Regions from separate parts of the Mus musculus genome. Here all the other regions are linked to region 3. A link is a contact called in public HiChIP or PLAC-seq data. All regions are on one chromosome and are shown on one strand. The core of a region is the stretch at or near the end of the contact, and the rest is flanking DNA. Distances in the headings are between cores, read along the strand shown. Region 1 overlaps Cracdl (capping protein inhibiting regulator of actin like). Region 2 holds the start of Eif5b (eukaryotic translation initiation factor 5B). Region 3 holds the start of Ankrd23 (ankyrin repeat domain 23).

Region 1 (2,789 bases), core at 231-2,730, 1.2 Mb before region 3:
CCTACATGGGTGGGCACAGGGTCCACACATTCTCTTGAGTTCTGTTTGCATCTCTGCAGCTGACATGGGAGTTGCAGTGACCATTCCAGAGTGTCACCTCTGGTCTGTACCTGCTATCCCAATATGATCTTGTTTTATATCTCAGTCATACATACATGCTTGCATACATGCATGCATGAATACATACATAATGCATACATACATACATACATACATACATACATACATACATACATGTCTTAGGGTTTCTATTGCAACAAAACACCACTAAGCATGAATGCTTATGAATTCAGTGCTGTGGCAGCCAGAAGACAGTGTCAGATCCCATGGAGCTGGAGTTACAGTCAGCTCTGAGCCATCTAATGAGGGTTTGGGAACTGAGCCCTCTGCAATAGTGTATGTAATCCCAACTGTTGAGCTCTGAATGTTCCAACCCTCCCCCCCCCACCCCAGTACACTCTTTTTGGACCTTCCCATGCACACAACTTGTGACTTAGAAGTTATATCCTAAGGGCAATGGCGATGAGGAGATGAGGGACAAACTCACCCACTGTAGTGGCTATCCCTGGTTGTCAATTTGACTATCTATATCTGGAATGAACTACAATTCAGAATTGGAAGGCTTTCCAGTGATCCTAATCTGGAGTCTGGGAGATAGAAGTTTCTGACCTGGATCTTGGCAGGGAGATCTTGAGGCATAGTGGCTATGAATTCCAGAAGATTAAGACTTAAGACACGGAGATCTCTGAGTTCAAGGTCATCTGGGATGAAAGGCGTGGTGGCACACACCTTTAATCTGGGCTACACCTTCTCCTGGAGACTTACATAAAGACATTGGAAGAAGGAAGATTTACTCTCTCTCCGTCTGTTTGCCTTGTGGGACTGAGCAACTGCTAGATCCTTGGACTTCCATTTACAGCTGCTGCTGACCATTGCTGGTAGTTGGACTGCAGACTGTAAGTCATCAACAAATTCCCTTACTATATAGAGACTACCCATAAGTTCTGTGACTCTAGAGAACCCTGACTAATACACCCACTAAAAGTCTGATAGCACACAGCCTTATCTCTTCCCAGGGTTGGTGACTCACTCTGTAAACGGATCATTTCCAGAGGACCTAAAATCCACGTCGTTTTGAATAATTGTTAGGCACCCGCCAGAATCTCTGTTGGAAATTAGCTCCTTTGTACCCCTCTGTATATCTTTATATCTTTGTGTCCATATGCTTTCCACACACAGTTAGGTTGTGGGTGGGATCTCAGGATACATGCGTTGTCATTTGGAGGAGTCAGTTATAATTTTCTGAGGCCTGGCTCATGTTCTCAATGTTTTCCTCATGATCTTCATGAGAAAACGCAGGCCTTGGGGTTGAGGTGTTGTGGTAGGTGAGTCTTATCTGGTATTACATTCTAGAACAGAGAGACACCGGGAGGCTGTAGGTGAAGGAGGATCCGCCTGAGCAAACAGGGAAGGCCAGAGCAGAACGAACTGCACTGATCAGGCCTGTTGGATAGACCAGGTTTGGTCCAGACTTGGCTTTTGCTCACGGCCATGGAACTGCTCCTTGACCGTTCTCGTGTGTGGTACCAGGCCAGATGCTGGGAGGCTCCATGGTTTCCACCATCAGGCAAAGCCAGCAGCAGAAAAGGAGCAGCTATCTCCATATCATTTGGGGGAAAGCCTTCCAAACACCTGTCTGTGCTGTACTGAAGACCCATGAATGCACTGTGTAAGAATGTGCACTCAGCCTTGGTAGCTGTGGGTTCTGATTCCATGAGTTCAACCAACCGCAAATTGAAGACATTTGAAAACACTGTACTGAGTACACATAGACTTCCTCCCCCGCCCTGTCTCTGTTCTCTAAACAATGAAGCTTATCAGCTATTTGCATAACATTTGCATTGTGTCAGGCATTATAAATAATCTAGAAATGATTTGAAGTATGTGGGAGACTATATGTAGTTTCTATGCAAATACTATACCATTTTAATAGAATTGTTTTGGTTTATGTATATGTGTCTATGTGTATGTATGTATGACACATGTGAGTGGGTGCCCTCAGGGAACAGAAGAGGGTACCAGATCCCCTGGAGCTGGAGTTGTAATTATGAGCCACCTAGTGTGGGGGCTGGGAATCAAACTCAGATCCAGCAAGCACTAACCAATGAGCAATCTTTCTAGCCCTGACATTTTCCTTAAGGGTGTAGTGGTTTCTATCATTGCTATGATCGAATAATTGACAAGAAAGCAACTTAAGAAAGGAAGGACTTTATGTTGTTTGAAGGACGGTTCCTTGTAGTAAAGAAGGCATGATAAGAGTTCATGGTGACTGTGCCGGCGAGATGCCTCATGTCTCAGCAATTGAGCGAGCATCTCAGAGAGATCATACTGGAAGCAGAGCCACATACCCCCCCCACACACACACACATACCCCCCCCCCCACACACACACACACACAAAGCCTACCCTCCAGCAAACCTCCTCAGCTGGATCCCATGTCCTAAAGACCTCACAACCAGCCCAAATAGTGCCATCAGCTAAGAAACAAGTGTTCATACAAATGAACTTGTAGGAGAAACAGCAAAGAGATTGGAGCGTCTGCAGATTTGAGTTGCCTTGGTCTGGGTCCTGGGACCCCAGTGTTTGGCAGATCCTGTGGCATGAACATATTTAGGAAGCAGGGTTGATGTGCATATTGCTCTATGGACTGCCTTTTCAAAAGTAATATCTGTATGGAGTTTCTCTTCTACATTCCACTGGTCTATTAGACATTTGTTCTTTGCACCAGT
Region 2 (2,940 bases), core at 302-2,801, 1.5 Mb before region 3:
AGATGACTGATAGAACTCAAAATTCTTCTCAGAAAAATATAAATAAATAAAATGTTACTCACGTATGCCAATGTCCTACCAAAGGTTCAGGAATATCTGCTTACCTCTTTTTATTCTCCTGATTTGACTAACAGTAACTTTCAGGCCACTCTTTGAGAAGCCCTACCCCCATTCTAGAGGAAGTTCTCAGCTTCCCTGCTCTACAGAACCCTCCTCTGTTGTCCCTCTTAATGCTCACATCTAAATCTGTAATAAACCCTGTTCCTCATAAACACTAACTCTGCCACAAGAAACCCAGAATCTATTCCGCAGACCAGTTTACATTCTCCAACAGACCTAAAACCAAAATACAAGCCTAGTCTTTAAATTCTTCTTGCCAGATAGCCAACTGCGAGGTCCACACACTTAAGTGTTCCGACATACACTTCAACAGCTTTAACTTCAAAACCATGTCTGTGTGAGCCACAGCGATGAAGTGCCACAAGGCTTGGTTTTGTTTTCGGTTACCTGTAGTGTTTTAAATTAAGTTGAATGGCCATTACTTAAAGATGAAATGGAACAGATGGTTGCAGACGCCCAGGAAGTCAACTCAACTGAAAAGGGTAAAAGAACTTAATCGAACGTGGCACAGGCATGCTCCCCAAATCTCCGCCTAAGTAGCTCATAAACACACACTCCTTCCCCTGAAAAGGCTTTTTCTTTTAAGGTTAGAAAGCAGCGACCCTTGACTGGTTTCTTCCCCTCCTCCTTTCTTAAGGGAAGCGGTAGGAAGCCAAGACATACGCAAAAAAAAAAAAAAAAAGAGGCCGGAAAATGGAAAGCCAGAAAGCAGGACTGGGCAACCGGGACTTTAAATAACCCCAGAAGTGTTTCCAACTTGGCACACGGGAGGAGGGAGCCGCTGGGCTACCTCTCCGCAACCCCGAGCACCTCCGAAGTTCCTGAGCCGCTCTGGGAGGCGTTCCCAGGGCCAGGGGAGGCGAGGGAGCCGTTCCCGGCCCGCCCCACCCGGGCTCTCCGGGCCCGGCTCGCACTCACCTGGGCCGTAGGCCTGGCTTAGCAGCGCCCGAGCCCGGCCCCACACCGCCCGGACCCCCAAACGACCTCCGAGCCCCTCAGCCCCACGCCTCGGACCCCAGCCCGAGCCCCGGCCGCGGGACGCGCCCCGTCGAGGCTCGCCCATCCAGGGCCCCGCGCGACTCCCGGAGGACCCCCGGCCCGAGCCCCGCCGCCTACCTGTCTTCGCTCTTGTTTTTCTGTTTCTTCCCCATCGCTTGTCAACGGCGCTCGCGGCCCCGGCCCCTCGGTTCGGTGTCTCACAGACCCACTGTCTCCCGGCTGACTCCAATGCCCGCTCGGCTCGGTCCCCCTCGCGCCGCCGCCTCTCGCACCCGGCTCTCCACAGACCCGCGCACTGGGACAGGGCACATATGGTGTGAGCCCTCAGTACGCAAGCGCATCGCCCCGCCGCCTCGGCGTGGGGACGCAGGGCGCGGCTCATCGAGAGCGGCGCTTCGGCTAGAGCGTCTCCAGTAGAGCCGCCGGCCAGGTGGGAACCCAGGCGCCCCCTCGCCGCAAGTGAGCGCCGCGCACCGACGTCCGGCGGATCCCGGGTTCTAGAACCTAGAGGACGACAATGAGGCCGTTCATTTCTCACGTCGGCACCCTTCCCGGGGCTGGCTTTCGACGCAGAAGTGGGACTGAAAATTCTCCCCTGCCTACGCGGCCTCAGCTGCGGGAAGTCCATTACAGGACCACAAAGAGTCAATGATGAGCGTTCTGGGGGTGGCAGGACAAAAAATGGGATCCCTCTCAGAAACACTCATGAATTGTCAACTGTGTACATTTATTAAGGGGAAAAAGACATAAGGACACAGCAACGGGTCCCCTAATATGAATCTTCGTATGAGCAAGTTCTAAAAATTCATGTGCCTAAGAAAGTCAGGAGGGAAGATCCTGGCATGGTGAAAATTTTCTCCATGTTTCGGGGCGATGTTACTAGTGTGAGCTGTGTATAAATTATAATGTACTGTAAGCTACACTTTCGAAACTATTAAACACAACGAGAAATGAAGCCCCTCTGTCACTCAGGCTCAAGACCCGGCTCGTTTCCCGGTAGAGCCGGGACCCGCAGTCAGTGCACAAAGAACTACAATTCCCAACGTGCCTAGCGCCCATCCCTCCGGCCATTAGCCCACGTGAAGCGTAGGCTCGGAAGCCAGTAGTTCCGGGTGGCGGAGGATAGGGCTTCTCCGAGGCTTTCGTCACTCGCCACCGCCCTTTCCGCGAGTGTCTCACATTGTATCGCGAGAGGACTGTAGCCAATGAAGTGGCGGAGTTAACAGCCCCTTCTCTGCCCTTAACAATTGCTGCGAGGTTGAAACCTGTGTGAACCCGGTGGGTATTCTTGATCTGCGGCTTCCTCTCTCCGTAGGCCTCATCAATAGTCCAGGTACGGCTGAGGGTGATGTGGCCGATAGTGCCACAGCGTCCCAGTGTTGATGAAGGACACATCCTCGGCTGGGATCGAGGGAGCGGCTGGGAGGGCCTCGTCTGGGCGGCTGCGGAGGCTACGGCGCATGCGCCCCAGTTAGTGCGAAATCGGGTCCCCCCGGAACTACTCCACCAGTCTCTTGAGCTCAGGGAGTGGCGAAGAGTCTGCTGACAGGTACATGGGGTTAGGGTTTCGGTTAGGAGTTTGTAGGGGAGTACATAGGTGTCAGGGCCCCCAGTTCGTCGGTAAGAATAATACTCGATTTGGTTCAATAAATAGAAAGTTATGTCCTTACCCCCAATATAAAGGCAGTGACCACCTCCGCCTAATTCAGGGCAGCACTTTTAGTCGCGTGAAGCTCCGCATTTAAACGTAAAGGTCTCCTGTGAAATTCTCGGTGATAAACGAATACTGTGATGCAGATTCTGAGTGGCTGGTCTCGGATC
Region 3 (2,918 bases), core at 236-2,735:
ACAAGCTATCTGTGTAGAAGTCCTATTTTATTTTTATTTTATTTTATTTTTTGGAGTTGGCCATGCAGACCAGGCTGGCCTCAAATTCCCAGTAATGCTTCTGCCTCTGCCTCCAGAGTGCTCCGATTAAAGGTGTGCGCCACCTCTACCCAACCGAGTACTGGAATAACAGTCGAGTGCAACCATGCCCAGCTGCATCAAGTGTAGAACAGTGGAGAGCAGAGCTACTCTTTCTTTTTTTCTTTTCTCTTCTTTTCTTTCTTTCTTTCTTTCTTTCTTTTTTTTTTTTTTTTTTTTTTTTTTTTTTGAGACAGGGTTTCTCTGTGTAGCCCCAGCTGTCCTGGAACTCACTCTAGACCAGGCTGGCCTCGAACTCAGAAATCCACCTGCTTCTGCCTCCCGAGTGCTGGGATGAAAGGCGTGCGCCACCACTGCCCGGCTTACTCTGACTTTATCTGCCTTCTTCCTTAGGAGTAAGTGTTTTTCCTCATCACCAAGGGTGTTTTTGCAGGGCCAGCATACCCAGGCCGCTTTAAAAAGCACACTGCTGACCCTCCATGGTCTTCAGTCCTTTTAGCCACCCCTCCCCTCGAGCTTACATGGTCATCTCTGTTGATGCTGCCTGTGCAAGAATCTTGTTTACTGGGTATCTGATTTCCTCTCAAAGGTCACGCTGGAGTTCAGGGCACAGCGGAGTGAAAAGCATTCCTGGCTTCTCAAGAATTAGGTATTTGATTTTTGTTGGCTAAAAACAGTTTGCTTCGTGGCTGGCCGTCATGGCTATTGACAGACGGAGCAAGACCTGGAGCAGGTCTCCGTCCCCTTGCCCTGTTGAAGGGCATGCTTCATGCCCAGAGAGTATCTGATGTGGACCTGGAAGGCTCCTTCAGCCATATGAGGGCTGATGACAGGCTGGGCAGGAGGCCATGCTGGCTGTCAGCCGGCTGAGGGACAAATCTGGGAGGGAAGGGCAGCCTTAAGACTAGCCAGTTGGGAAATGGTATGAAGCCTAGTTTCATCACGTAGCCCATGAGAATTCACAAGGCATTAGGTCAGCCTCTTATGTCATTGCTCCTGAGGTCCTCTGTAGGTTGCCTGCTTTGTGCTGGGCTGACTGCACTGGGCACTCTGCAGCATCTCAGGCAGCCAGATCTATACTGTGAGCCTGGGCTTCTCACCAGTGGGTTCTAAACTGAAGAGTAAGAGACGTTTCCCTTGAGTCTGGCCCAGGCATCCCAGACCATGGGGTGGTAAAATGGCTCCCTGGTAGATGTGGGTGCAGCAGGTGCAGGGTAGTGGGTGTCCAAGGGAGGAGACTGCCAACTCAGCACCAGACAGCTCCTTTTCCCGCCCCCAGTGGGCCACATTCCCAGAACGGTATTTTGGTCAGTGTGACAGGGCCCCAGAGTCATCTGGCCTGGGCACAAGCTTTGTCCTTTCCCTCCCCCAAGAGAGTGCTCTCCCATAAAAGAGCTGAGCTCAATTCGCTAGGTGCATGGAGAGCAAGGGGGGACCATGGACTTCATCAGCATTGAGCAGTTGGTAAGGATGTGAGGAGGATGGGTGACCGCTGAAGATTCAGGACAAGGCGCAGGGACCCAGAGCATGTGGCCAGAGTAGCGAAGTCTGGCTGAGTGAGGGTAGGCTTTCTGGGATCTGAGGGTCAGGTCTCATGTGAGGGGAAGGAGCTGCGAGAGGATGGGGGAACTCGAGTTACTGAGTCTGTTTGGTTTTGGTGAATGTGGTTCTGGGGGTCCATCTTGGGGCTTCACACATGTGAGGGTAGCACCCTACCAAAGAGCTGCACCCTCAAACTTGTAGGTTTGCCCTTGTTGGATGGTGGAAGAGAAATGGTGATAGTTATTCTGGTAGCCATGGATATAGCTGTACGCACAGTTCCTTTAGGTCAAGCAAGAGGCGGTCCAGATGGAACTTTCCAGAGGGTCTGGTCACTTTAAGGGGTGTTCCTGGATTTCCCCCAGCAGCGAGAGAAATAGCCATGGCAGTACAGCTATGTGATGCTGGTGACGTGGGGCAAAGAGGGTATGGGGCACACATGTCTCACTGTGGTGTGGTGGCCCCTCTGGGAGGTAAATGTCCAAGCCGGGTCCTAGGGGCTTGAGGTTGTTACAGTGGCTTAGAAGGGAAAGCTAGGCCATTTGGCCAGAAGCCTCAGCCTGTTCTTCTCTCCCAGCATCTGCAACCTATGTGTTCTCTGGCTCCCCGGGTGGCTGCTAAGGGAATGGGTAGGCTGTAGTGGATGGTCACTGAGCCCATCTTACCGAGGCAGAAACATAATTTCTCTAAGACCCAAGGGCTGAAAGCAGGGATTTGGAATTTGGCCCAAGGGCCTCTCATCTCTAAGCTCGAGTCAGGTGGCAGTGTGGCATAACCTCATAGGAATCTGCGGGTAGAAGCGCAGGGTGGAAGCTAAGGTGTCACCTGGCATGAACACAGCAGTATAAATAGACTCCACCCCCTCAACTCTGTGATCTGCTGATAGGGACAGCCAGTCATTTCCCCTGGGCCTTGGCCATTGCCACAGTTGGTGAAAATTGCAGGTGGTGTGTATGTGTGTGTGTGTGTGTACATGCGTGTGCACATGTGCCTGCATGCCAACAGTGCAGCCAACCAGGAAGTATTCAGCAGGAAGAGTCAGACTGACTCCCAGGTTCACATCTGCTCTTTGTATGTCTGGGCTCTGCCATCTTAATGCCATGCCACCACTGATTTCAAAGCACCCCTACAGTTGTCCCGATCCTTAATCTATCCTACGTGTCCTGCAGGTAAGTGGAGAAAGAGTTGATAGGAAAGCGTTGGAGTTTGGACGTGGAGTTCCTGATCCTGGAGGCTGGCCTAGTGGCTGGACGCTGGGACCCCAAGAGGCTGTGGCCCGGGAGAAACTAAAGTTGGAGGAA

The links. HiChIP or PLAC-seq counts read pairs in DNA pulled down with a chosen protein or histone mark.
Region 1: a contact with region 3 is called in an HNF4G HiChIP or PLAC-seq map of pancreatic cancer cells. The contact joins the enhancer-like site here to the promoter of Ankrd23 in region 3. A contact is called at or near these places in 4 of 39 promoter capture datasets (hippocampal neurons, liver, pre-B cells and 1 more) and 1 of 115 datasets of contacts at active chromatin or transcription factors (pancreatic cancer cells).
Region 2: an HNF4G HiChIP or PLAC-seq map of pancreatic cancer cells shows a contact between it and region 3. The contact joins the promoter of Eif5b here to the promoter of Ankrd23 in region 3. A contact is called at or near these places in 1 of 39 promoter capture datasets (liver), 2 of 115 datasets of contacts at active chromatin or transcription factors (astrocytes and pancreatic cancer cells) and 1 of 9 other capture datasets (liver).

What each region holds. Positions count from the first base shown.
Region 1 is chr1:37,710,827-37,713,615 of GRCm38.p6, reverse strand. All of the region lies in intron 1 of Cracdl (capping protein inhibiting regulator of actin like), which reads left to right. Among named protein-coding and RNA genes, the nearest start is that of Cracdl, 7.6 kb to the left of the region's middle. Within about 2 kb of position 1,480, at least 23 of the 459 cell types and tissues checked have an H3K27ac peak or open chromatin away from gene starts, as enhancers often do. A contact at or near this core is called in pancreatic cancer cells, where this site is marked.
Region 2 is chr1:37,996,621-37,999,560 of GRCm38.p6, reverse strand. Eif5b (eukaryotic translation initiation factor 5B) reads right to left here and starts at 1,551. Exons shown (of 24, transcript NM_198303.2): 1 at 1,237-1,551. The coding sequence starts at 1,271. Txndc9 (thioredoxin domain containing 9) reads left to right here and starts at 2,353. Exons shown (of 5, transcript NM_172054.4): 1 at 2,353-2,452.
Region 3 is chr1:36,534,306-36,537,223 of GRCm38.p6, reverse strand. Ankrd23 (ankyrin repeat domain 23) reads left to right here and starts at 1,485. Exons shown (of 9, transcript NM_153502.4): 1 at 1,485-1,542; 2 at 2,787-2,918. The coding sequence starts at 1,516.